7 separate regions of the Mus musculus genome follow, and all the other regions are linked to region 4. Evidence: chromatin contacts called from public HiChIP or PLAC-seq and promoter capture Hi-C data. All regions are on one chromosome and are shown on one strand. Each heading gives the region's core, a stretch centred on a gene start, on an enhancer-like site or on the middle of the called end of the contact. The rest is flanking DNA. Distances are from core to core; before and after follow the strand shown. Region 1 has its middle 12 kb from the start of Gm14216. Region 2 holds the start of Zfp341 (zinc finger protein 341). Region 3 holds the start of Chmp4b (charged multivesicular body protein 4B). Region 4 holds the start of Trp53inp2 (transformation related protein 53 inducible nuclear protein 2). Region 5 holds the start of Cbfa2t2 (CBFA2/RUNX1 translocation partner 2). Region 6 holds the start of Snta1 (syntrophin, acidic 1). Region 7 holds the start of 9030607L20Rik (a long non-coding RNA gene).

What was found. Promoter capture Hi-C pulls out the DNA fragments that hold promoters and counts their contacts. HiChIP or PLAC-seq counts read pairs in DNA pulled down with a chosen protein or histone mark. Capture Hi-C pulls out chosen DNA fragments and counts their contacts.
Region 1: a contact with region 4 is called in an H3K27ac HiChIP or PLAC-seq map of microglia, with 5 times the contacts expected there. The contact joins the enhancer-like site here to the promoter of Trp53inp2 in region 4. A contact is called at or near these places in 1 of 39 promoter capture datasets (maxillary cranial neural crest), 1 of 484 Hi-C or Micro-C datasets (embryonic stem cells), 2 of 115 datasets of contacts at active chromatin or transcription factors (embryonic stem cells and microglia) and 1 of 9 other capture datasets (embryonic stem cells).
Region 2: an H3K27ac HiChIP or PLAC-seq map of T-cell acute lymphoblastic leukemia shows a contact between it and region 4, with 2.4 times the contacts expected there. The contact joins the promoter of Zfp341 here to the promoter of Trp53inp2 in region 4. A contact is called at or near these places in 1 of 484 Hi-C or Micro-C datasets (CD4 T cells) and 2 of 115 datasets of contacts at active chromatin or transcription factors (T-cell acute lymphoblastic leukemia and memory CD8 T cells).
Region 3: a promoter capture Hi-C map of pre-B cells shows a contact between it and region 4, with 5 times the contacts expected there. The contact joins the promoter of Chmp4b here to the promoter of Trp53inp2 in region 4. A contact is called at or near these places in 9 of 39 promoter capture datasets (the 3T3-L1 cell line, frontonasal cranial neural crest, hematopoietic stem and progenitor cells and 6 more) and 2 of 115 datasets of contacts at active chromatin or transcription factors (memory CD8 T cells and pancreatic cancer cells).
Region 5: a contact with region 4 is called in an H3K27ac HiChIP or PLAC-seq map of large pre-B cells, with 4 times the contacts expected there. The contact joins the promoter of Cbfa2t2 here to the promoter of Trp53inp2 in region 4. A contact is called at or near these places in 2 of 115 datasets of contacts at active chromatin or transcription factors (embryonic stem cells and large pre-B cells).
Region 6: a contact with region 4 is called in an H3K27ac HiChIP or PLAC-seq map of embryonic stem cells, with 3 times the contacts expected there. The contact joins the promoter of Snta1 here to the promoter of Trp53inp2 in region 4. A contact is called at or near these places in 1 of 39 promoter capture datasets (pre-B cells) and 1 of 115 datasets of contacts at active chromatin or transcription factors (embryonic stem cells).
Region 7: a promoter capture Hi-C map of liver shows a contact between it and region 4, with 2.3 times the contacts expected there. The contact joins the promoter of 9030607L20Rik here to the promoter of Trp53inp2 in region 4. A contact is called at or near these places in 1 of 39 promoter capture datasets (embryonic stem cells), 1 of 115 datasets of contacts at active chromatin or transcription factors (embryonic stem cells) and 1 of 9 other capture datasets (liver).

Annotation. Positions count from the first base shown.
Region 1 is chr2:154,712,574-154,715,942 of GRCm38.p6, forward strand. It overlaps the pseudogene Gm14215. Among named protein-coding and RNA genes, the nearest start is that of Gm14216, 12 kb to the right of the region's middle. Within about 2 kb of position 2,053, at least 18 of the 459 cell types and tissues checked have an H3K27ac peak or open chromatin away from gene starts, as enhancers often do. A contact at or near this core is called in microglia, where this site is marked.
Region 2 is chr2:154,611,729-154,615,000 of GRCm38.p6, forward strand. Zfp341 (zinc finger protein 341) reads left to right here and starts at 1,640. Exons shown (of 15, transcript NM_199304.1): 1 at 1,640-1,674. The coding sequence starts at 1,644.
Region 3 is chr2:154,655,169-154,658,465 of GRCm38.p6, forward strand. It overlaps Chmp4b (charged multivesicular body protein 4B), which reads left to right and starts at 1,858. Exons shown (of 5, transcript NM_029362.3): 1 at 1,858-2,203. The coding sequence starts at 2,014.
Region 4 is chr2:155,380,170-155,383,498 of GRCm38.p6, forward strand. Trp53inp2 (transformation related protein 53 inducible nuclear protein 2) reads left to right here and starts at 1,687. Exons shown (of 4, transcript NM_178111.3): 1 at 1,687-1,848.
Region 5 is chr2:154,434,645-154,438,201 of GRCm38.p6, forward strand. It overlaps Cbfa2t2 (CBFA2/RUNX1 translocation partner 2), which reads left to right and starts at 1,840. Exons shown (of 11, transcript NM_172860.2): 1 at 1,840-1,992. The coding sequence starts at 1,959.
Region 6 is chr2:154,406,489-154,409,962 of GRCm38.p6, forward strand. It overlaps Snta1 (syntrophin, acidic 1), which reads right to left and starts at 1,596. Exons shown (of 8, transcript NM_009228.2): 1 at 1,192-1,596. The coding sequence starts at 1,483.
Region 7 is chr2:154,674,728-154,678,096 of GRCm38.p6, forward strand. 9030607L20Rik (a long non-coding RNA gene) reads left to right here and starts at 1,812. Exons shown (of 2, transcript XR_866878.2): 1 at 1,812-3,369. The region is part of intron 1 of Chmp4b (charged multivesicular body protein 4B); the gene reads left to right.

The DNA.
Region 1 (3,369 bases), core at 803-3,302, 670 kb before region 4:
GACTGGGCTACAGAAATAGCACCGGCAGCCTGGCAAGGAGCCGCCATGCCTGTTTTGGCCAACAGAAGCCTCGGAGGAGAGGGGCAAGGGACACTGAAGCTGTGAGTGGACAGAAGCCCTGGGGAGATGGGGCTCCAGTGTAGGGCCTCTGACAAGCTCATTGTCACATAATTAAAACATCCATATTTGAAATGTAAATAGAATTTGGAGCTGGGGAGATGGCACCGTGGATACGTGTACAAACACGGGGATCTAAATCCTCTCTCCAGAACCCTTACAGGTGACACCACAAAGTTGCTTTATCCACAGGAATGCTGTGACACTTGCAGCCACCACCACCCCCCCCCCCAAATAATAAATATAGAATTAAACTTTTAAAATTTGGGTTCAGAAAGATGTTTAGGAAAAACATAGTCAAGAATGTAACAGTGGAATCAGTACCACCCTCCCCAATGCTAGTATGTTACAAAGTCTCTTATTCCCTGCAGGTCCCCATTTCCAGGGAGGGTTGTAGCATTGGCTTCAAAGTGGGCTCTGACTGCTGGCAGTGATACACTGCCTCTTGCCTTCTCCTGGCCCATAGAGGATTTGGTACAGTATCCGTGGCTCATCATTGAGCTGAGAATGAAGTTGTCTCCCTCCTTTCCTCCCTCCCTCCCTTCCTTCCTTCCTTCCTACATGTATAAGTGCTCTATCTGCATGTACTCCTGCGTGCCAGAAGAGGGCATCAGATCCCATCACAGATGGTTGTGAGCTACTGGCGATCGAACTCAGGACCTCTGGAAGAGCAGACAGCGCTTCCCCTCTTCCCCCACCCCTGGACACACGACACACACACACACACACACACACACACACACACACACACACACACACACACAAAGAAGCTTTCTTCATCCTCAAGAGAGAAAGCAAGCTCACTGATGCCTCACTTGAGAATGCTGTCATCTTGGGCCAGTTCTCTCTCAATTCATTTCAACTCAACTAGTCTCTTTCTCTGCTGCTCTTCCCTCCTCCTCTGCCGGGGGTAGGGTGGGGTGGTGGGTGGTGGTGGTAACCGTAGTGCTTGGCGCCCTATGCCAGGCCGAGGATCAGAGCTGAGTACCGGCCGAACTTGAAGAGTGGAGAGACCTGAACTGGGAGCACCATTTTGTCCGTGACCCTTGCGCCGGAAGCTCAATTCCAGACAGTGCTCTTAACCGCTGAGCCATCTCTCCAGTCGAATGAAGCGGGGTGGGAGGGGAGTGGGCCTTATGTGTGCGCATTCTGGAGTTCTCTCAGAGGCCTCAGAGCCAGAAATAAAACAAAACAGGACATACTGACGTCTTCTTTAAATAGTCACCCCAAAAGTACTGTGCAACTGTCCCCATCTTACAGAGGTAGGAACCGAGGCCCAGGAGATGACCTGCTTAATGTGAGGATGATATGGGTCTGAGCTGATGTTCAAGGGCAGACCCACTCAGCTCCAAAGCCCAGGTTCTTGTTTGGATTCACAATGGAGAACAATGACCAAGTTTGATATTAGGGTCCTGAGAACAGCCGGTCTCTTGTTTCAATTTGCAGAAACAGGAACTGGTCTCAGGGCTCCTGGCCCAGAAGCCACCACCAGCAGCCATTACCCCAGAGAAGAGATGTGTAAGGAAGTTGCTGACTCCAGGGGTCAGCGCTGGGCTCCCCTCCCCCCAAAGCTGTCCGCAATCCCCCCCCTAGATTTTTTCTCCAGGCTCCTATACCCTACCTGAGATGCTAGCTCAGAGCAGAGAGCCAAACCCAGCCATAAGCCAGGGGCTGAGCTCTGCCCTGAAGAATCATGTCCTTCATTTTGTCCCCTGCATTTTACACCACCATGTAAAAATTTCCATTAATTCCTCGGAATAAAATGTAGTGGCTGTTAATTTTTGACGCCTGGGAAGTAGCCAGCTGAATGCCTTTTTTATGCCTGAAACTATTTTCCACTATTAGGGAAGTGTAATAAAAAGTTGTCTTTCCTTGATTTTATTTTTTAATTAAGTGGGAAGTTCTGGGCAGCCCTGCTGCTGGAGCTGTGGCCTGCAGCTTGCAGTCTGAGGAAGTAACAGAGAAAGGACTAAAGCCTCTAGATACGGTCTCTACAGGGTCTCCCTCCCCTTTGTTAGGCATTTCAGCTAATCTCATTCCCACTGGGTCCTGGGAGCCTCCCCGGTTTGGGGGGGGCACCCACTCATCTCCAAATTTTTAACCTAGAATGACTCCTGTCTAAGGAAATACGGGGACAAAGTGTGGAGCAGAGACTGAAGCAAAGGCCATCCAGAGACTGCCCCACCTGGGGATCCATCCCATATGCAGACACCAAACCCAGACACTATAGCGGATGCCAAGAAGTGCTTGCTGAAGGGAGCCTGATATGGCTGTCTCCTGAGAGGCTCTGTCAGAGCCTGACAAATATAGAGGTGGATGCTGAAAGCCAACCATTGGACTGAGCACTGGGTCCCTGATGAAGGAGTTAGGGAAAGGACTGAAGGAGCTGAAGGGGTTTTACAACCCCATAGGAGGAATAACAATATCAACCAACCAACCCCTCTACCCCCCCAGCTCCCAGGGACTAAATCACCAGCCAGAGTACACATGGAGGGACCCATGGCTCCAGCTGCATATGTAGCAGAGGATGGCATTGTCTGGCATCAGTGGGAAGAGAGGCCCTTGATTCTGTGAAGGCTTGATTCCCTAGTGTAGGGGAAGGCCAGGGAGGTGAGGTGGGAGTGGGTGGGTGGGGGAACAATCTCATAGAAGCAGGGGGAGGGGGATGGGATAGAGGGCTTGCAGAGGGGAAACTGGGAAAGGGAATAATGTTTGAAATGTAAATAAATAAAATATCCAATAAAAGGAAAGAAAAGAAAACAAAAGAAGAGAAAAGAAAAGAAAAGAAAAGAAAAGAAAAGAAAAGAAAAAAGACTAAAGCCACTACACCTTTCCCAAGGCCATTTCCACAGCTATACTCTAACCCTCAGAAGCAGCCAGAACCACTGACCCGGCCCAAACCATAAAGAACCCTGAATTTTCTTATTTCCCAAGGCTGTGAGAGACAGTGTGGGCTCTGATTTCAAACAGAGCTGTAGGCATAAATTTTTTTGCAACCTACTTTTAATAAGGGTTCAACCTCTCCTCAAGCTCACCACCCAGCAGAGGTCGTGGAAGAGAAAAGTTATTAGGATGTGGGGGAAGTGGACCTGCTCAGCAATAGTTCTTTGGGGGCGAGCTTGATCTCCGTTGGCAGCCACTCAGTCCCATAGCAAACACCAAATATGACTCAGCAGCTGCAGACCAGTCCTGTAGGCAGGCAGACCCCAGGCATGAACCAGCAGCTATAGTCCAGTCCTCTCAGCAAGCAGA
Region 2 (3,272 bases), core at 390-2,889, 770 kb before region 4:
AAAAATTGTCTTCAGTCATAATCTATCAGAAAACATAGGCCATAGACCAGGAAGTAAATGAGGGGTGGAGAAGAGGAGCCATGGCTTCAGATAATTTTTATTCTGGTACAAGGAGAAGCTATGTTAGTCAGGGTAGTTGGTCAGGAAAGGCCTCTTTGAGGAGGTAGATGACCCAAGAAGCAGTGGTGTCAGCTGTTAGGAAGGGTAATGGAAGCTGGAGAGAATAGTAAGTACAAAAACTGAGGTCAAAATTAAAGGTCAAGGGTTGAGGTGGAGCTAAAGTAGATCACCAGCTTAGCATTCATTCACCAGGCTCTGTATGCAGCCCTGCCCTCTTCGAGCCCCACACACTCAGGGCAGCTGACACTATTAAGTGAGACTATTAAGTGAGCCAGCATTACAGAACTTTGTGCAACAGAGGACAGTTAAGTCAGAAACTCACAACTAGTTAAAGTGTCAGTAGAGTGTTTAGCCACAGTAGGACTTCTATCTCATCTTTTCCTCTTTCCAAGACTCAGGCATCATGGTGAATGTCGGGGTGGAAAGATATAAGAGCCAGAGTTTGGGGAGGCCTGGGGTGAAATCGTGTCTTGGAAATGGCAGGGCTACAGCACTTGCAAACTCAGACCAGCTGTAGCTTTCTCCACCTGCACAGGATCAAGCCAGTCATCATTCCAGAATGCATGGATGAGGACCTCACAAATCCCCAGAGGTCTGTCTTGGGAGAGAAAGTCCTCTAAGTGTATATGTAGTCCCTGATAAACCATGTTCCAGTGGATGACCCCACACTGACACACTGATCAATATAATGTACCAGCAGTTCAAATTGGACTTCATGGATTATAAACAAAACTTAGAGACGGCTCAGCTGGTAAAAGCACTTGCTGCTGGACTGAGTTCAGTGCCAGGGTCTCACATGATGGAGGGAAGAGAATCGATTCCGGAACGTTGTCCTCTGATCTTCACACATGTGTTTTGTTGTGTGTCTGTGTGTAGATATATGCCATGTGTGTCCATATACACAAAACAAAATTAATAATAAATGTAAAAACGACGACATGAAGTTGGGAGTGGATCCCCTCCCTATGAGTTTGAGCTAGGAATGGCTGAAATGGTAATAGGGTCGTCAAAGAAATGGGGTCTCAGAGAATCACAGTCGAGAGGTGTGTGAATGGGAATGGAGGTCCCTCCAAAGCTGGAAATTGGGGTTAAGAAGAGCACTGAGGGAATCTAACATAAACTGAGGAATTAAGACCAGAGATAGGAGTCCTTCGAGAAGGCTGCTTTCCAATCAGCGTGGCACAGTTGCAAGGTGTGGGGTGTCCATGTAACAGACAATCTCGGTGAGGTGGGTTGGTGTTGCAACCTTGAAGAAGACTGTGTGCAGCGATCATGGGGTGCGTGTTGAAGAACTGGGGTCGGTGTCCGCGTTGGGAGGCGATGTGCGAGCGCCGGACGTATGTCTGTGTAGAATTGGAACTACTAGGGGACTGGGTCTCCGGCCGGACAGCGGGGCAAGCTGTTTCCGGGGCAGGGGCTTCGGCGTCGGCTCCTGGGCGCCCCCTGGCGGCCCCGACCCCGCCGCGGTTCTCACAATGCTTGCGTAGCCCCGCTCCGACTCCCCGGGCGGCGGCAGCTCCAAGATGGCGCAGGCGATCTTCGAGGCCCTGGAGGGTGAGCGCGTCGGGCCGGGGCAGCGGCTGTTCCGCGTGGCGCCCCCTCCCGCCGCGCCCTCGCAGCGCCGGGCCCAGGGCGCGTGGAGGCCGCGGGGCGGAGGGCGGAGGGCGTCCGGGCCGGAACAGCCGCGGGGCGGGAGGGGGCGGGAACAGCCTGGGAGCGCCGGCTCTGCGGGGAGGGGGCCTCGGGACCGGAACAGCGCGGCAGTCGAGGCCGCCGGCGCGGGAGGGTGCACGCCCAGGAAACAGCCGGGGGCCTGGGCCTGGAGAGACGGCGGTGCGGGAGGGCTGGGCGGCTCAGCTGCCCAGTCGGGCGCCCGAACCACTCAGAACGTCCCGAGACCCACGGTGGCCTCCGGGCTGGGATGTAGTCCTACTAAGTCCAGAGCAGAGAAGGAGGCGCCGCCTGTGTGCACAGCGGAGTCTGGGAGAGACCACCGGCCCAAACCAGTAAACACAGGGCACCCACCGTGCTCCGATCTGAGCCCTGCACGCGTGTGCCTGCTTGGGCTACTCTGGTCTCCGATCGAATCGGATTCGATTCTGTGATCTGCAAGATCGCCGTGGTGCATGGGCCCCAGGCTCTGGAGAAAGGGAGCTCTGAGCGCCACCATGTGCACCTGCTGGAGTTTAACAACAAAGGATGGCTCTAGAGACAGGAGAGGAGTTGGACACAGTAGTAGCCTTGTGGGTGGAGGGTGGAGTGAACAGCCCGAGTGGAAATCTGTGGGCCGGGCCGGCAGAAGGAAACCAAGGCTTGTAGTTCACTAGCTTCTTGGAGGATGAGCTCTCACCTGAGTCTTACCTTTGAAAGAAATCCAGTGATTCTTACTAAGCCAGATTCACTTGTCCTCATCCTCCTTCATTACTACCCCACCTCACCCCGCCGTCAGAATTGTGGGAAAGAATAGTAAAAGAAGGCAATCTCAGGCAGGGTTTGCCGTGCATGCTCATAATCCCAGCGGTTGGAAGACAGGCAGGAAGATCGTTAGCCTCGGCCACATAAGGATTTTGAGGCCAGCTTTGGCACCATGAGACTTTCAAAAACCAATTAGGAATATATGTGTACATACATATACTCAATAACAACTTTTTTTAAAAGGCCATGACTTTGAAGGAGAGTGGAGAGGTTATATGGGAGGTTTGGAGGGAGAAAAGTGAAGGGCGGAATGTCCTAATCAAATTATAATCTCAAAAGTATTAAAAATATCATTGTACAGAAAATAAAAGGGGGGAAAAACCACAAAACAACGGGAACTCAAAAAAGAAGACTGCAAAGGTGACCCCAGCTGGTGTGTTCTGTGAAGAAAATAGCAGGGGTGGTGTGGATCTGGGTGGTCAGTCAGGGTCGTGGGTGTTCGTTCCCTTTTGGAGGACAGTGGGGTATTGCGTGTGGTCAGGTCGTGGGTGTTCATTCCCTTTGGAGGACAGTGGGGTATTGCATTGTTTAAACGTTTCGTACAAGCATATGCTTGTGTATTAGCTAAAGAAAAAATTAAATAGGATTCGAGAAGTGTAGTTTCACTGGCCTTGAAAGGTCCCCAGGACCAAAATAAATAAAATTTCTACGAGAAGAACAGCAGGTGTGTGGCGATC
Region 3 (3,297 bases), core at 608-3,107, 720 kb before region 4:
ACAGTGAAGCCCAACTGGTGTCTAACCGATGTACTCTGTGAGTCTTGCCACGGCAGGCAAATCCTCAGGCAAGATGGCGGCAGCTGTCCGTGTGTCAGCGCGATGTACCCATATCCTAGGCAGACATCATGGATGTCTCAGTTTTTCTTCTCCTCCTCTTCTTCCTCCTCCGTCTTCATTTTCTTTTAGAGATCAAGACAGAATTTTGCTATGAAGGCCACACTAGCCTGGAACTCCAGGTTTCCTGTGTCAGCCACTATAGACAGACACTGCCCCTGGCTTTCAGCACCCTTTTAAAAACAAGAGTCCCGCAGAGGCAGGCGGATTTCTGAGTTCGAGGCCAGCCTGGTCTACAAAGTGAGCTCCAAGATGGCCAGGGCTATACAGAGAAACCCTGTCTCGAAAAAACCAAAAAACAACAACAACAAAACCAAGAGTCCCAATGTAGGTTCAAATTCTTCCCCAGAGACGGATGCCAATTGTGTGGTAAGAGTATTTAAGTTAAATTTGAGTTTTCTAATATAATCCCCCCAAACATGACTTTCTATACTCCTAGAGTGTCTTACTATTATTGTGACCAAAGCAACTCGGGGAGGAAATGGTTTACTGAGCTTATACTTCCATATCATTGATCATCATGAAAGCAGGTCAGAACTCAAACAGACAGGAGGTTTTTTCTTTTTCTTTCTTTCTTTCTTTCTTTCTTTCTTTCTTTCTTTTTTTTTTTTCAGTGCCAGAAATACAATTACATTCAGGAGGTTTTTTCAAGTCAGGGTTTCTCTGTATAGCCCTGGCTGTCCTGGAACTCAGTCTGTAGACTAGGCTGGCCTATAACTCAGAAATCTACCTGCCTCTGCCTTTGCCTCTGGGATTAAAGGCATGTGCCACCACATGGCAGCCCTCTTATCTCAGCCTTTCAAAAGATGTGAGATTATAGGCATGAATTGCCAAGTCCTGTTTAAAACACACATCTTTATTTGAGTGCCTGTAGTCAGCTGGGCCCTTTATATTCCTATCTCACTTACAAACTCTTTTAAGAGGACTTGTGACAATTTCAAATTTACAGCTTTGGAAAGCAAGAGGAAGTAAGTATCTAAATGAATATTCGAGGCTGATTTTGAAGCTTTGCTGTTGAATTACACTGCCAAGGTGGTTAGTCTATTTTAGGTTTCAGAAGGTCTCTTAGGTGAATAAAGAGAATGACAGCTCATCCAAGTAGAGAGAACTGACCGGTCTGGTAAAGTAAGCTAGTTAGACAGCCAGTTTCCTGGGCTTGATTCACTGACATATAAATTAGGAACAGCACAGATCCAACACTTCAGAGGCAGAGACAGGCCAGCCTCTGATCCTTAGGAACTTCAAGGCCAGCTTAGGCTACATGAAAGTCTGGTTCCAAAACAGACACACAAAATAGGAACAGCATTATCTGTTGTAAACTGCTTTAAGAATCAAATGTGATTATGATTGTAAAGTACTATGTTCCAGAGATCATAGAAAATGAGTGATGTTGTTATCACTATTACTTCCCGTGCTGTGAATTAGGTCCAGGGTTCTATCACGGACCAGCACAACGAACCCCTCTTTTTGTAATAGTTATTTCTTCTCTTCCTGGTCTTTCATCTCTACGGAACACATTCCAAAGAGACTACATTTTCCAGCATGCCACATTGCCCTTTGACCTCTGCGAGACTAAAAAGATGCGCCATAGTACGCCAGGAGCCGGAAAACTCAGACTCCCGGCTTGCAGCGCGCGGTCCTCCCTTAGACTCGAGGGGCTGCGGGCGCGTGGTGCTCTGGGAGCTGTAGTCAGCGGCGCGTTGCCCTGACGCCGGCCGGGCCCGGGCGTGGGGGCCTGTGGGAGGTGGCGCGGCCGGGCCCAGCTGCGGGGCGGAGGTGGAGGCGAGGCCTGCGGCTGCGGGGAGCGGCAGGCCGGGAGTGGGCGCGGGAGCCGAGCCGAGCCGAGCCGAGCCGAGCCGGAGTGGGCGCCGGAGGCCGGCGCGGCGAGCAGCAACCATGTCGGTGTTCGGGAAGCTGTTCGGGGCTGGAGGGGGTAAGGCGGGCAAGGGCGGCCCGACCCCCCAGGAGGCCATCCAGCGGCTTCGGGACACGGAGGAGATGTTAAGCAAGAAGCAGGAGTTCCTGGAGAAGAAAATCGAACAGGAGCTGACGGCTGCCAAGAAGCACGGCACCAAAAATAAACGCGGTGAGACGGCTGGGGCCCCATCAGACTCTCCACTGGCTCTCCTAAGGCTCCCCAGGCCCGGACTCCACTTTGTCTAACTCGTTTCGGGGTCTCTCTCGACTCTGGAACTCTCCGGCCAGACTTCTTTCGTTGTCCAGCCGAGCCGGGGATCCCTTTCCATCTGACTCCTTCTGGGTCTCCTTGAGCCGGTTCACTTGCATCATCAGACTCCCTTCAAACTCTCCCTACCCTGGCAGGCCTCTTCTGACCCAGATCTCACAGCACTTTAACTTTGCTCAGTCTGTTCCACTCTGTTCCATTGTATTCTTTTCTCTTTGGCCTCACCCATCTTCCCAGCCACTGCCTCTACCCCCACCTTGGTTCATTTCTTTGCCCCACCCTATCATTTATGTGTTTCTTGGTCCACCTCTGTCCTCTCCTGAGCCCTTGGTGACGTCTGAGCTGCCTTCTGCCCCTGACTTAGGAGTCTTCTTGAGAAGCTTCCTTTATGGAGAAAAAAGAGAACTGGGGAGTGAAGAGACCCTCTGGGACCCGCTCTGTCTGTTCACTTGTTGAGTGTACTTGTTAAGTTTTGAGTTCCACATCCACCGGCTAGGAGCTGGCCACTGGAAGACCTAAGATGTCGATAACCCTGTGATTCTCAGAGCTTCCGTGTTGTAAGCCTTACCCTCTTGTGACTCACCACTTCCCCGTTCCTCCTGAACCAGAAATGACGAGGACTCTGCCTCTGTTGACCCAGTCCTGTTGTTGATTGGAACTTGAAAGCTTCTTTGCTTCCTGTCTAGGAATCGAAACTGTCTAGGAAGTACCTTGTAGTTTTCTTCAGTGAGATGGATGTGAAAATGTGTGAATGACTGTAAAGAAAGTCAAAATGCTCATGTGTGTTTTTGTTACAACAATGTGAGCATGAATCATAGCGTGACAGGTCACCCCTTGAGAGTGGGCCGAAGTTGAGAGATAGAGAGAGGTGGGGGGGGGGGGCTGGCTTAGGAATCATGCAAACAAGTATTTAACCCAGAAGGTTACCAGGGAAATTTCTTCCGGGACTGTGACCTTTAGTGGATTTATCCTCCTAAGAGTGTTTATAATATCCA
Region 4 (3,329 bases), core at 437-2,936:
AGCAAGGAGGTCAAGGGAGGGTCTGGGATTAGTGGGAAGTGGCTGTGCTAGGCAGAGGCTCAGGTTTGCACAAATGAGGGCACCCTGGAAACCCTAGTGTAAGGAGCACTGTGCTAATCACCTCCCCTCAAGCCTCTGGGTATTATTTTCTGGCTGTCTCCTCTGCCGGGCAGGGTTCAGTCCTTCCTAATGGCTTTCTGACCAGGCTGGGGCAGGGTTCTTGAAACCACCAGAGCATGAAGCTCTGAACTAGCTCCTGCTGGCCAGATGGGCAACCCTCCGAACCTCATCTCCCAACTCTGTTCCAGAGACCCAGACGCTCTAGCCATGGAAATCCCCTAAGTATTTCACAGGCCATTGCAAGAGCTGGGGCCTGGAGCACAAACCTGGCAGAGTCTTGGAGGATGACGGGTCTGGAAAACCCTGTCAGTTCTAAATGTGAATATCCATGGCAGCGTGACAGATAAACTAAGGCCCAGAATAGTAAGGATTTAACTTGAAATCACACAGGTTGAGACACAGGACTGGAAGCCAGGTTTCCCTTTAGAACCCTGGAGTTCAGTCCCTCTGGTGTAGGGTGTGATCAGAGTCAAGGCTAGTACCTGTGAGTTAAACTCCTGGCTCTGCCAAGGACTATTCCTTAATTACCTCGGAAAGTTGCTTAGATTCTCCTGGTCTGTTTCTTTAACTGTAAAAGGAGGATGCTACCTACCTTTTGGGTTTATTGTAAAGATTAAAAGGCAGCACAGTGCTTGGCATATGGTAAGTGTTCAGTGTCAGCTGGCAGTCTGGAAGAAGCAACCGTAGGTGCCCCTTCTTCTTTCCCTCCCCTCCCTCGGAGTCTCCTGTAGCTCAAGCTGCCTTTCAAACTCTTGAACCCATTTCTATCTACCAAGTGGTGAGATGAAAGGCAGGTACATGTAATCTCAGTTTCTCCACATGTAAATCAGGACTAACAATCCCTGCCCTGTCTGTCACTCTTTCCCCCCTGACCTGTTCCGGTAGCAACGTGGACTAAATAAGGTATGTAAACGTTCTAAGCCGAGCTGTCTCCAGGTCAATGTTTATTCAGCTTAGAGCAATTTCTTTCCAAGTCCTACGCTGGCCAGATTTCCTGTCAGCCCCATCAATTCTCTAACACTCGCAGGTGCTCCTTTGTAACCGCGGAAGGGGCAAGGTCCGCTCAAGCCCACCGTAAAAAGGAGCGGGGAAAACAAAAAACATAGAGGAGGGAGAGCAGGCAAGTAGGGCAGTGTAGAGAAGTGGGGTAAAAGGACAAGGAGGGTAAAAGGGACTTACAGATGGAGCGCGGCGGGGGTGGGTGGGGTGGGTGTCCTGCACCTAAGATGCAGGAGAAGGGATGTGCGGAGCTCTGGGGCAAGTGAGGGAGCAGGGATGTGTGCGGAAAAAGCAGCGAGGTGGGATTCTTGAGGAAGAATTGGGGGGTCGCTTTCAGTGTGAGGTCTGTGGGTAACTGGGGGCAGGGAATTCGGGCCGTCACCTCCACTCAGACAGAGGCTCCGAGAGCAGCTCCCGGGCTACAGCCACCCGCTGGCAAACCGCGGAGGGGCGGGGAAAGAGCATTCGGCGCCTGTGATTGGCTGCCGTCCCGACGGCCGCTGACGCGAGCGGGCGGGCCCCTTTGTGACGTCACAATCAGCTGTTGAAGCGTTCGGATTTGTGCCCTGAGCCCGGGCGCAGCGGCCGCAGCAGCTCCGGGCGTCCGTTCGGGAGCCCCGCCGTCTCTCGGCCCGTCCCCGGTATGCGGCTCCAGTTGTGAGCACCGGCGACCCGGGGACGCCCGGCCGCACAACTACCTCAGCGCAGCGGTTGCTGCAGCGGCCCCAGGTGAGTCCCGACCTCCGGGCTGGGGGCTCCGGGCACCCCCAGGACACGCCCTGCGCCCCCCTCTCCCGTTCTTTGTCTGTCTCCGCCGGCGGCAGCCGGAGCTGCGTTCTTGGCTCCCTATTGGTTGCTCCAAGCCGGTAGGCCATGACGTTGCTTTATTTGCATATGACATTGAGACGTCACCAAGGCCAGCCCCGCCTTCCAGGCTTGCATGGGTGCTTGTCCTCTGGTGACCCGGTGGGCGCTATGTCGTGCCCAGCCGGCCGAGGGTTGAAGAGACGCTGAAAGACAAGCGGGATCCGAAGGGACTCGGCGGTTTCCTGGGCTAATCTAGGGACTGGGGTCAGGCCTCTCATTTGTTTTTTCCTTGTGACCTGAGAGAGGGTAGGACAGCAAAGCTCGATTTAAGTTGAGAGGGCGGTAAGTAGATGGAGCTTCAGACTCCAGGTCCTGGAGACACTACCAGATGGTAGCGGATCCCCTCTGTCTTCAGGCTCCGCCCCCTAACATAATAACATCCTTCTAATCCCTGACATGTGTGCAGAGCCTGAGTTGATGTCATTTTCAGCCTACAAATATTGAGGGTCTTAAGCCCCACTTCACGGAAGAGGAAACTGAGACTCAGAGAGACGTAGTTTACTGGAGATCTCAGCCAATTAGAATCACACTCACTAAGTGGTAGATTCCTTAGCTGAAGTATAAGCTACATGCTTACATACATCTACTGAGGACCCTATCTTGGGTTCAGCACCAACCACAATTTGATGGGATGCTTCAGTCTTCATGATCCTGGACATTTTCCCAGGAGGTCTCTGAAAATTGGGTCTCTTACAAGGCCCTGACCTCCTCTGCCTTCTTTCTACTTCAAAACCCAATAAATGGCCGTCTCCCAGCTGTTTTGACCACAGAAAGGTGAGTCACTAGTTGCCTGCCTCCAGGTGTCTCCAGGGCAGATGTTGTTGAGAGGGAGTTGGGAGTTCCCTCTGTGGGCCTCCCATCAGAGCTGTCAGCTGGGAGAACCAGACCCTTCCCTGGCATTAGTGATGCAGAGCTTATGCTGTTTCCTGAGGCTGCTTCCAGAGTGACAGAAGGATGTCTCTTACTTTCCAAGTAAGTAGATCTGGAGTCCTTCCCAGGTTGAGGGTCGCTCAAGAATGGCCTGGGCTAGGGTTGGCTTAGGCCTCCAGTGCTATTCTAGGCACAGCCTCTGTAGTATTAAGGGAATGGTTCTTCCTGGAGCAGAGCCAGGAATCTGAGAACCAGGAAGCCAGCAGGCTAGGAAAGAAAACCCAGGAGGCTCTCCTAGTGGTCAAAGGAGGGGGGCAGTCATAGCTGGCTGGTTGCTACCATCTCTCCTGGCTGTCACTCACTTCTGTATGATCTCCACCAGGGAGCTTCTCACTTGACATGTCAACAGTTGAAAAGGCTCATTGCAGGGACTGGTGCACAGTGTGAACCCTGGGAAATGCATGCAAAAGTTT
Region 5 (3,557 bases), core at 590-3,089, 950 kb before region 4:
TTTTTTTTTTCTGAGACAGGGTTTCTCTGTGTACCCCTGGCTGTCCTGGAACTCACTTTGTAGACCAGGCTGGCCTCGAACTCAGAAATCCACCTGCCTCTGCCTCCCAAGTGGAATTAAAGGTGTGTGCCACCACCGCCCTGCGTGTAGCTGAATTTTTGATCTCTTCCCAAGTGCCACTTTACGGGATTACAGGTGTGTGCCATTTCACCTGGCAATGCCACCGCGGCTCACCCAGTTTGGCCTCTAAATCATCATATAGGGCAACCTTGAACTGATGTCCTGCGTTTACCAACAATGCTGGAAGTACAGGTGTGACCCACCATGCCTGACCTTGTTGTATTGAGACAGTCTCACTATGTGGCCCTGGCTGGCTTTGGGTTGGCAGTTATTTTGCTAGTTTCCCTAGGGTGGGATTACAGGTCTGTGCCACTATGCCAGGCTGGCTTCATTTTAGTTATAGTTCCTGATTTTGAATCTTTGAGAGACAGAATGGCAGAGAACTCATGCTAGGATCAGAGTACTTTCTTGGGTTGCTCGGAGGATTTATGTTTTGAGTTTGCTAACAGAAATAGGTGGACAACCCAGTGGGAGAGACTCTAGCGAATGTGTAGAAAAGGGGAGAAACTGTATTTGGTACTGAGATGGTTAATTGCAGAGTGTATAAAAGCAGCTGTTGAAGACAGGCTAGTGACTCTTGCTTACAATCCCAGCACTTGGGAGGCCACGGGAGGAGGATGTGTGAGAGTTCCAGGCTTTTGTGGCTACACTGTGTGTTCCAGCCCAGCTAGACATACAAAATAGGCCCTTTTCAGAAACAACTTTTTGTGAGGCCTGCTGGTGTTATAGACACAGCTTTGGGAGATAGACTTAGAAGTATAGCTTAAGGTTCAAGGCTAACCTGGTGTAGGTCAGTGAGTTCAGAATAGCCAAATGTACATTATGACATTGTTTCAACAAACCAAAATAAACCTGCACTTAACCAGGCCTGGTAGTTCAGGCCTTTAGTCCCAAGCACTTGGGAGGTAGAGTTAGGTAGATAGATTATCTGTGAGTTCCAGGACAGCTAGAGCTACAAGTGAGACTGTGTCAAAAAACCACCACCAACAACAAAAAAACCCCTGCACATACACGTGCCCCTCCTCACAAACACAGACAAACCCCACAAAGCCCCTTGATCTGATACAGAAATCAGTAATGACAGCTAGTTGTTTTAAACATTTAGATTCCTATAGCCGCAAAAGATGTAGAAATCTGCGAGATAGCTAATTTGGCAAAGATGCTTGCTGTCAAACAAACTTGATGCCCGAAATTTGACCTGCTGGATCCACAGGGTGAAAGGAGAGCCTGCTCCCGACTTGTTCTCTGACATTCACATACATGCGTTGGACTCCCTCAAACATATACACGCACACATATGCAATAAGTCAATGTAAAAACAAATAAGTAAAAGGAGGAAAGAACAATTTTAACACCCAATACAACCGTCAAAGCGTTACAAGGCCTGCACCTGAAACGTCCCTCCCCGAAGCCCCGCCCCGGGACTCCGCCCCCGTTCCTAGGTTGCCGCCCAGGCCACATCCGGAAGTCTGGAGCTCGGAGAAGGGCGGCTCCCTGCGGCCACGCATAGCGCGCGGGAGGCGGGTCGAAGTGCAGGCCGCTCCAGGATAGGACGCAGCCTGGCGCGGAAGGGGCGGGCCAGGTCAGGAGGCGGTGCTTCGCGTGAGCGCCCTCGGGCCCGTCTTCCGCGTGCGTTGGTCTGCGCGCGGGAGCGCGCGGCGGGGGCGTGCCGGGGCTGTCTGGGGGCGGGGCGGCGCGCGGCCTAACGGCGGCGGCGGCAGCGGCGGCGGCGGCGCTGGTGCGGGCGAGTTCGGCGGGTGCAGGTCCCGGCCTGCGCCTGCGGAGGGCTCAGGCAGAGGGTCGAAGCGAGCGGCGCTCGCGACAGACTGCGCTCCGCGATGGTGGGCGTCCCTGGAGCGGCCGCCTTCCAACGTAAGTGGGGCGGGAAGGCGGACGGCTGAGGGGTGTGTGTTGAGGGGCCTGCTGCTCCATAGGCGGGAGGCTTTGCAGAGGCCCCCCGGCGGGAGGCCTGGGCAGGGAAACTGAGGCCGGGATTGGGGCACTGGATCCAAGGTCATGCGGCTCCCCGGCCTTCCGGGGCCCTCGGGGCTATCCCGGCGCTTCCTGTGGGGCTCGCGGCTCCGGGTGCTGAGCAGGACTGTGTGGAGCGGCCTTGGAGCTCAGGCCTGGCGGGCGCCCTATGGACTGTCCGCGAGAGAAGTATTGTTTTGTTTTCGCGGCATCGGGGCTGAAAGTCCGGTCCCGGGAAACACGCCGGAATTGGAGCGACGAGTGGTAGATGTTGGAGGATGCCGGGCTGATATTCCGGAGGGCCCTGTTGAATGTAGGCTCTGGGGTCGGACTGCTTTGGGTTCATGTCCTGGCTCCCTCGCGAGTAGGCTGTGACCTTGGCGCTCCAAAAGTCTCAGTTGCTCGATCTGAAAAATGGGTTGTGAGGAACGTACTCTGAATGCTCTGTAGTAGGGTTTAGTGAATCCAGTAAAATCCCCTGAACACACAGTTGCACATCATACTCAAGTGTGAAAACTCACTATCGTAATCACAGTTTGTTATGTGTGTTCCTCGGAAAAGTCCGAAGTTGGCGTCTGGTTGTGTTTTGTTAGTTTGTTTAATATTGTCTTTGACTAGTCCTACTATGTGACTCAGTTGTGTTTTTATTCTTACCTCCATTTCGCTATCCCATTTACAGACGTTCTTCCTAGAATTGTAAGATCCTTGGAGGAGGGATGGCATCGTTTAATAAGAACAATAAAAATTTAATTGTCATTAAAATAGCAGTAATAGCCAACATTACTTGAGCACCAGGCAATTTGCATTCGATTCATTTAATATTTATTAAATCATCTAAATACAAATTATCACTCTAAGTCCAGAGACTATGGCAACAAACTTGACAGACTAGATTCTGAATTTGAGTTTAAGAGAGGGACTCGTGCTTTGTGGATATTTCTTTGTCTATGCCAGGTGACAGTCTAAAAACAGGTATTTGAGGCACGTTGGAGGCTGAGTTTGAGGTCAGCCTGATCTATACAGGCCAGCCAGGGTTACATTGTGGCACCCTGCCCCAAACAAAACAAAATAACAAAAACAACAACAAAACCCTAAAAATAAAACAAAAAAATGAATAAAAGCTAACATCAGGTGTTGCAGGATGTCCGTTGTGCAAGGATAAAATGAGGCCTCTTGAGAGCTTTTAGCCCCTCCCCTCTTTGCTCTTCAGTTCAGCAGTTATAGCGGAGGATTCATACAGCCTTTTTCTTGGGCTCTCATTCCAAATTGAATGGAAAAAGATACAAACTAGATTTTCCCACCAATGCCTTCTGTAGTTAAGTGTGCTGTTGCTGCTCTCAATGGTCTTCTGAAGGGAGACAAGTAACCCTTAGGTTTGATGGTATCATATATAAGAAAAGTGGAAGAGAGGCGCTCGCCTTTAATCCCAGCACTCTGGAGGCAGAGGCAGGCGGATTTCTGAGTTC
Region 6 (3,474 bases), core at 346-2,845, 970 kb before region 4:
AATCTGACGGACAGAGGGACAGAAATGATGAGTCTAGCGCTGGCTATGAACATAGATTTTTTTTTCCATTTTTTATTAGGTATTTAGCTCATTTACATTTCCAATGCTATACCAAAAGTCCCCCATACCCACCCACCCCTGAACATAGATTTTTAAGCACCGCGTTTAGTTGCTTTGAGAGTCCCTCCTGGCCTCTTTTTCTCTCACACATGCCGGCAAGCCCTGCTCTCAGAAACATCCTCATTGTAAAGTTACCAAAACAGACTCAGAAATGGGAAGTGACTTGTGGAAGTTCACAGTTCTAGAACTCCAATGGCAGCCTAAATGAGTTAGGGAAGGAGTCAGTCGGTAAAGTGCTTGCTTGGCATCTATAAAGCTCTAGGCTTGATCCCCAGCACAACATAAACCTATTTTAGCAGCAGAGCCCAGTAATCCCAACACTCTGGAGGTGGAAATAGGAAGATTATATTCAGTGTTCTCCTCTGCTACATAGTGACCATGTGTCTAGCCTGGCATACATGAGATTGAGATCATGCCAAACACTTGTCAGTCTTGGAAACTAAGAATTCTCAGGAAGGAATGGCAACTCTGGGTTCACTCTCTCCATGTACCTGTTCATGTACAAATGGGCAGATGAGGAGACTCAACCCTAGCCATCAGGACTCCCAGCATAGGCAAACAGCCTCTGAAGCCCAAGATGTCTAGGTCCTTACTGGCCCCTTCTCTGCTAATGCCTGTGCCTCCTACCCATCTCTGGCACCCACATTGGGCTCCCAGACTCCAGGCCTTTACCAGTCTGCCTAGGTTGTGTCTCATGACTTCCACCTCCTTCTTGTTCTAGCAGTGTCCCAGGCCTCAAGTCCCTTTCCTTTCACCGCCGCCCCCGCCCCTGTCAGTCTTCCCGGGGACCCTCCTGCCCTTGGTACCCATAGCTACCATTTTGCTTCAAAACAGAACTAAGCACCAATGTCCTTGGTGCGCCCCCCCATCCTTCCACACTTGTGTCTTCTGAGTCACCTGAACTCCCCAAGCCCCTTCCGACCTTGGTGCTCTTCCCTCACTCTGTTCCTTCCTCCCCCGGAGACTCCTTTCCGCCCTAGACAGGTTTTCGTTTACCAGCCCCCATGACCCCTGAGCGCTCCGCAGCAGCACAGACAACACGACCCCGTGCCCTGGGTGCCCCACACCTACCCTTGATGCTGATGCCCAGCCCGCCGGCGTCGGCCTTGCGCACCGTCACGCGGCGCCGCTGGAGCAGCAGCGCTTCTGGCAGCTGTGGGGGCGCCGCGCCGGGCTCAGCGGCGCCGTTGAGCTGCGCGGGCTCCGGCTCCGGGCCGGGCTCGCCGTCGGCGGGACTCACGGTCAGCGCGTCCTCCGCCAGAGAGAGCAACACCCGCTGCCACCGCTCGCCACCCGCCCCGGAGCCCGCCCCGCAGCGCAGTTCCAGCAACCCGGTGCGCGGAGCGCGCCTGCCTGACGCCATCTTCGCCTCGAAGTCCCAGTACACTGCGCTCGCCCGGTCCCGCCGTACCCGGCCCGCTCCGACCCAGCGCCCAGGGCAGAGGGCGGCGGGGCAGCAGAGCCAGTCGCCACCCTACCCCGGCCTCGGGGGCGGAGCTTCGGAGGACAGGCTGTCGGGGGCGGGGCTAACGGGGGCGGGGCCCCGGGAGTGACTGAAGAGACGCTACCCGGTAAACTAAAGATGTGCAGCGGGATCACTTGGGAGTGGGTCAGAACCGCGTTCCCTCACGGCCACAGTTAGAGGAGGTTGAGGGTGGGGCGCTCTGCGGAACATAAAGGGGCCGGATTCTATGGATGGGGCAACACAAGGATCCAGTTCTGTGCGCCGTCGAGGATTGGACCGTAGCTCGTGGAAGCTGAAGGACAAGAAAAAGAATCAAGGATCCTGGGGTAGGGCTGCCTGTGTCAGGACCATAGGCTCCAGGGACTTTGCAGACAGAGTTAACTGGCAAACGAGCTAAGGAAGATGGTTTCTCACGTTTTGTGAGCCATGGGGAGAGGGTACCAGTAACAGTCTGTGGGCCTGACTCAGCTTAAGGGTGCAGCCTCTAAAGAGGTAAGCCTACCCACCCACCAGGAGGAGAAATGCCACTCCTTTGAGGGTTTGGTCCCATCACTTGAAGGTAGAGGCTGAAGGGTCTGCAAGTTTGAGTCCAGTCTAGGCTACATGAGACCCTGCCTTTAAAAAATAAAAATAAAAGTGAAAAGACATAAAGAGATAGAAGGCTCAGCGGTTAAGAGCATGGGCTGAAAAAAAAAAAAAAAAAAAAAAAAGCCGGGCGTGGTGGTACACGCCTTTAATCCCAGCACTTGGGAGGCAGAGGCAGGCGGATTTCTGAGTTTGAGGCCAGCCTGGTCTACAGAGTGAGTTTCGGGACAGCCAGGGCTACACAGAGAAACCCTGTCTCAAAAAACCAGAAGAGAGAGAGAGAAAGAGAGAGAGAGCATGGGCTGCTCTTACAGTGGAGCAGAGTAAAATTCACAGCATGCACATTGGGCAGCTCACAACCACTTGTAACTCCAGCTCCATGGAGATCTGACACCACTAGTTTCCTTGGGAACCTGTATTCACATTGCAAACAAGTACACCCATGCACACAAAAATAGTGAAAATAAATAAAATGACATATGATTTTATATATATATATATATATATATATATATATATATATATATGCAATACATGTATGTCACTTATTCTGTGTTTGCATGACACATGAGCTGGCTGATCTATGCTATCATTTGTGCCTTGGGTAAACCCTGCATAACTGAGACACATGAGTACTAAAAGCAGACCTCTCTTCTAACCTGGGTCTTTCTGGCTTCCAGGCTCACATCCCTCCTACTCCCTTGCCCTGCATGCATAGCAACAGGAGATAATTTCACTCTTCACTCACGGAGCACTTATCGAACTAAGCAAGATGCCATCCATTTGCAATCACAGCATTCTGGAGACTGAGGCAGAAGGATCATGATTAATTCTAGACGAACTATAGTTCATAGCAAGTTCCAGGTTATACTTTTTAAATTATTTTAATTTCTTTGTGGATTGATGTTTTGCCTTTATGCGTATCTGTGCTCCACATATAGTCCTCGAGGGCCAGAAGAGGACACCAGATTCCAGAAACAAGAGTTAAAAATAGTTTTGAGCTGCTATATGTATGCTTGGAATTGAACTCCAGACTTTAAGTTAAATATTGAAGGACAAGCTAGGCCTACTAAGGAAGATCTGTAATCTCAGATACTCAGAAAGGCTGAAGCAGAGAATCACAAATTCAAGGCCAGCCTGGGCAACTGAGTGAGACCCTGTTTTAAATTTTTAAAATACAGCAACAGGTGGTAGCGGTGGTACACACCTTTGATCCCAGCACTCAGAGGGCAGAGGCAGGTAAATCTATAAGATTGAGGCCAGCATGGTTTACAGAGTGAGCTCCAGGACAGCTGGGGCTACAC
Region 7 (3,369 bases), core at 562-3,061, 710 kb before region 4:
TTACAGACAAGAGAACTAAGACTTGTGACCAGAGCCAGATTTCAAGTCATGAGTTGGCAGAGAGTGGTGTTGAGGAGGGGGATGGATAGCATGGCAGGTGTACCCCTCTCGTCTTAGTTAGGTTTTTACTGTTTGGTGTGTGTGCGCGCATGCGCGCGTGTGCATGTGTGTTTGTGTATATTAATGTTTGTATATGTGGAACTCCAGGGAGTCTCTTTTTCCACCTCCCTCTGGGATTACAAATGTGTTGTAATCCTCCTCTGCTTTTAAAAATTGGTTTCAGGGATGGAAACTCAAGTCTTCATGCTTCTGGCAAGTGCTTTACCCACTGAGCCAACACCCTGGGACCTTTTCCCCTTTTAAATGTCTTTATTCTGTCCCCTAATCTTTTAACAATTATATTGTTATGTATGTATGATATATATATATATATATACATTATCATATGCCATATTGCATCTGTGGAGGTCAGAGGACAACTGTGGAGTCAGCTGTTCTGTCTTGTGTTGTATAGGTCCGGGGGAATTGAACTTACATCATTAGTCTTTACTCACAGAGCCCCTTGTTTTTTGAGACAGTGCTCAATTTATGCAGTCCAGGAACCAGAACCCAGCAGTCTAACAGCTGTATCTTCAGCACTCCTGCCTGTATTTGAGACAGGATCTTGCCTAGCTCATGCTGCCCTAGAACCCATGATCATCTCCTGACTTTGCCTCCTAAGAGCTGTGACTGTGGGGCAATGTGTTGTGCTCGATCAGAACGCCTACTTCCTGATCACTCCCTACCCTGCATTCTTTCCTGCACCACTGGATTTTGGCCTACACTGTTGTGACTTGCTCCAGGGAACAGAGATTATTTTTAAACAGTATTTCAGGTTTTGATGATTCTGTGCACTTTAACACCTGTCCTCCAATTGTTGCCTCACATACATGACATGTCACATACATGACACATCTTATCTGCTGTGTCTCCAGGGATGAGCAGGTAGTGGGCTCATGACCAGTCTGCTGTTGCTTTTAGTGCTGGAGACTGAACCCAGGGATTTGCCCGTGCCATTCGAATGCTTTCCTGTCTCAAACTTGGAATGTGGCCAGCATGGAATGGGAGCTTCTGATCGATCACCCCTTGCCTCTTTCCCAGGGCTGGGGTTATAAGCATGTGCCACCACATCTGATTTTTGAAGTGCTGGGATGGGACCCAGAACTTTGCAAACACTAGGCAAATAATCTGTCAACTGAGCTACATCTCCAGCCACCGGTTCTGTGTTTTAGTTGTGGTAAAAAATGTATATATGCCGGGCGTGGTGGCGCATGCCTTTAATCCCAGCACTCGGGAGGCAGAGGCAGGCGGATTTCTGAGTTCGAGGCCAGCCTGGTCTACAAAGTGAGCTCCAGGGCAGCCAGGGCTATACAGAGAAACCCTGTCTCGAAAAACAAAACAAAACAAAAATGTATATAACACAGAAGATAAAACTCATCATTTTAGCATGTAGTGACAGCTCTGTGACATTAAGTACACTTACGTTGTTAAACTGCTCCCTTTACTATTTTTATTTTAAAAAATTTTTTATGAGCATGGGCATTTTGCCTGCATGTATGTCTGTGTGAGGGTGTCAGGTCTTCTAGAACTGGAGTTAGACAGTTGTGAACTGCTGTAGGTCTGGGAATTGATCGTGAGTCCTTTGTGAGTGCGAGTGCAGTCAGTGCTTTTAACTGCTGAGCCATCTCCCAGTTCCTGTGTTTACTCTTTTTTTTTTTTTTTTTTTTTTGCTTTATTTTATGTATATGGATACTTTGCTTTCATGTATGCATGTGTACCATGCCTGGTGTCCAGGCAGGCCAGAAGAGGGTGTCAGGTCCTCTGGAACTGGAATTACAAGTGGATGTCAGCCACCATGCAGGTGCTGAGAGTTGAATCCAGGTCCATTGGAAGAGCAGCCCTGATCTTAACAAGCTGAGCCATCTCTCCAGTCCTCCCGTGTTTACTCTTAAGTAAAACTGTTCTTATGTTTGGCTCCTTCCTGTCGTTAAGATGAGTTCCTTCTCAAAATGTGATGCAGTAGTGGAAGGTTCTGGAGTCAGAGGGACTGAGCGGGATGGAGTTCGGGCGCCATCTCTGGCTAAGTGCGGTTGTTTTGGTTTTCCCTGGGCACAGAGGCTCATTACCCCAGGCCGACTTGGAACTTCCGGAGGATGGCCTTGAATCAAGAGAGTCCTCTGCTTCCACCTCTGAATATGGGGATTACAAGCAGAGCCATTGCTACTCTTGTTATAGGGGCTGGCATTGGTTACTCCGCAGCCAAAGGGTTTACTGACTCGATGACTGTGGGAAAGGGCAGGGTGGGGCTGGGCTCTCTTCTGCCAGTTATCACCGTTTTTTTGACTCCCTTGTAAGTCTACTCATTGACTAGATGGCCAGTATGGTTAATAGTTTTGTTCCTGTAAATTCTTCCTACCTCGTGATCTCCCTTCGCAGATTGAAAACTCAAAAGAATTCTGATTGGCTGCTGGGATCATGTGTTCATGACTAGCCAATCACTACAAACCGGAGCTTTTGAGCTCTGTGGCTAACAGGCCTACCGGACTGTGCATAGGGAAGCGGTCTGTTTGCTAAGGCTGGGGCTTTAAGGGGTCTGTTCATAGGAAACTGTTGTCTGTCTCATTTCTCCTGTTATTGTCCGGCTTATTGTCCTGCTCAGGTGTTGTCTCCTAGATCAAGCTGGGCTTGTAGGGAAAGCAGGAGACCGGGGTTCTGCCCCTAGGCCCCCTCCTTCAGTGGTAACCAGTCAGGATCTGCTGAGCTCTGAGCCCAGGGCTTCAACTTCCTATGCATGAGTGTCTCTGAGCACTTGCTGTGTACCGAGGATCCTGAGGGAGTGGGACATTGCCTGCTCCTCGGGGTACATATTCTATTTAAGCTGCATGCAGAGTAAAAGGAAGACAAGCATCAGGGCTCTGAGGTTTTTGCCCTATTTTTGAACAGACCAATCAAGCACAAGGCTGTCTTCCCAGAAGAAAGTCTTTCCCCCCCTCCCCTGGTTAGCCTGCTGTCTTTTGGACAGGGGAATGTGTCTGTCTCTGCAGCCCTCTCCCTGTGACTCGGAAAGGCCTTGTTAGTTTGGTCTCTTGTAACAGTTGTACACTGGAAGCGTTTTCTGCCGACATTCCTCTTTCCCTACTTCCACGCAGCGTCCCAGCCCCCAGCTCTGTTGTTATCTCCGTTGCCAGGGCGCTCTCATGCTTGCTCAGGCAGAAGGGGGCTTCTGTTGGCATGGATTCAGCTGGAAGCGAGGAAGAAAAGCTAGTTGGAAGAGAAACAGCACATCCCAGCCTGGGAACGGAAACCATGGGCGGGCAGTTTGCTTCTGTC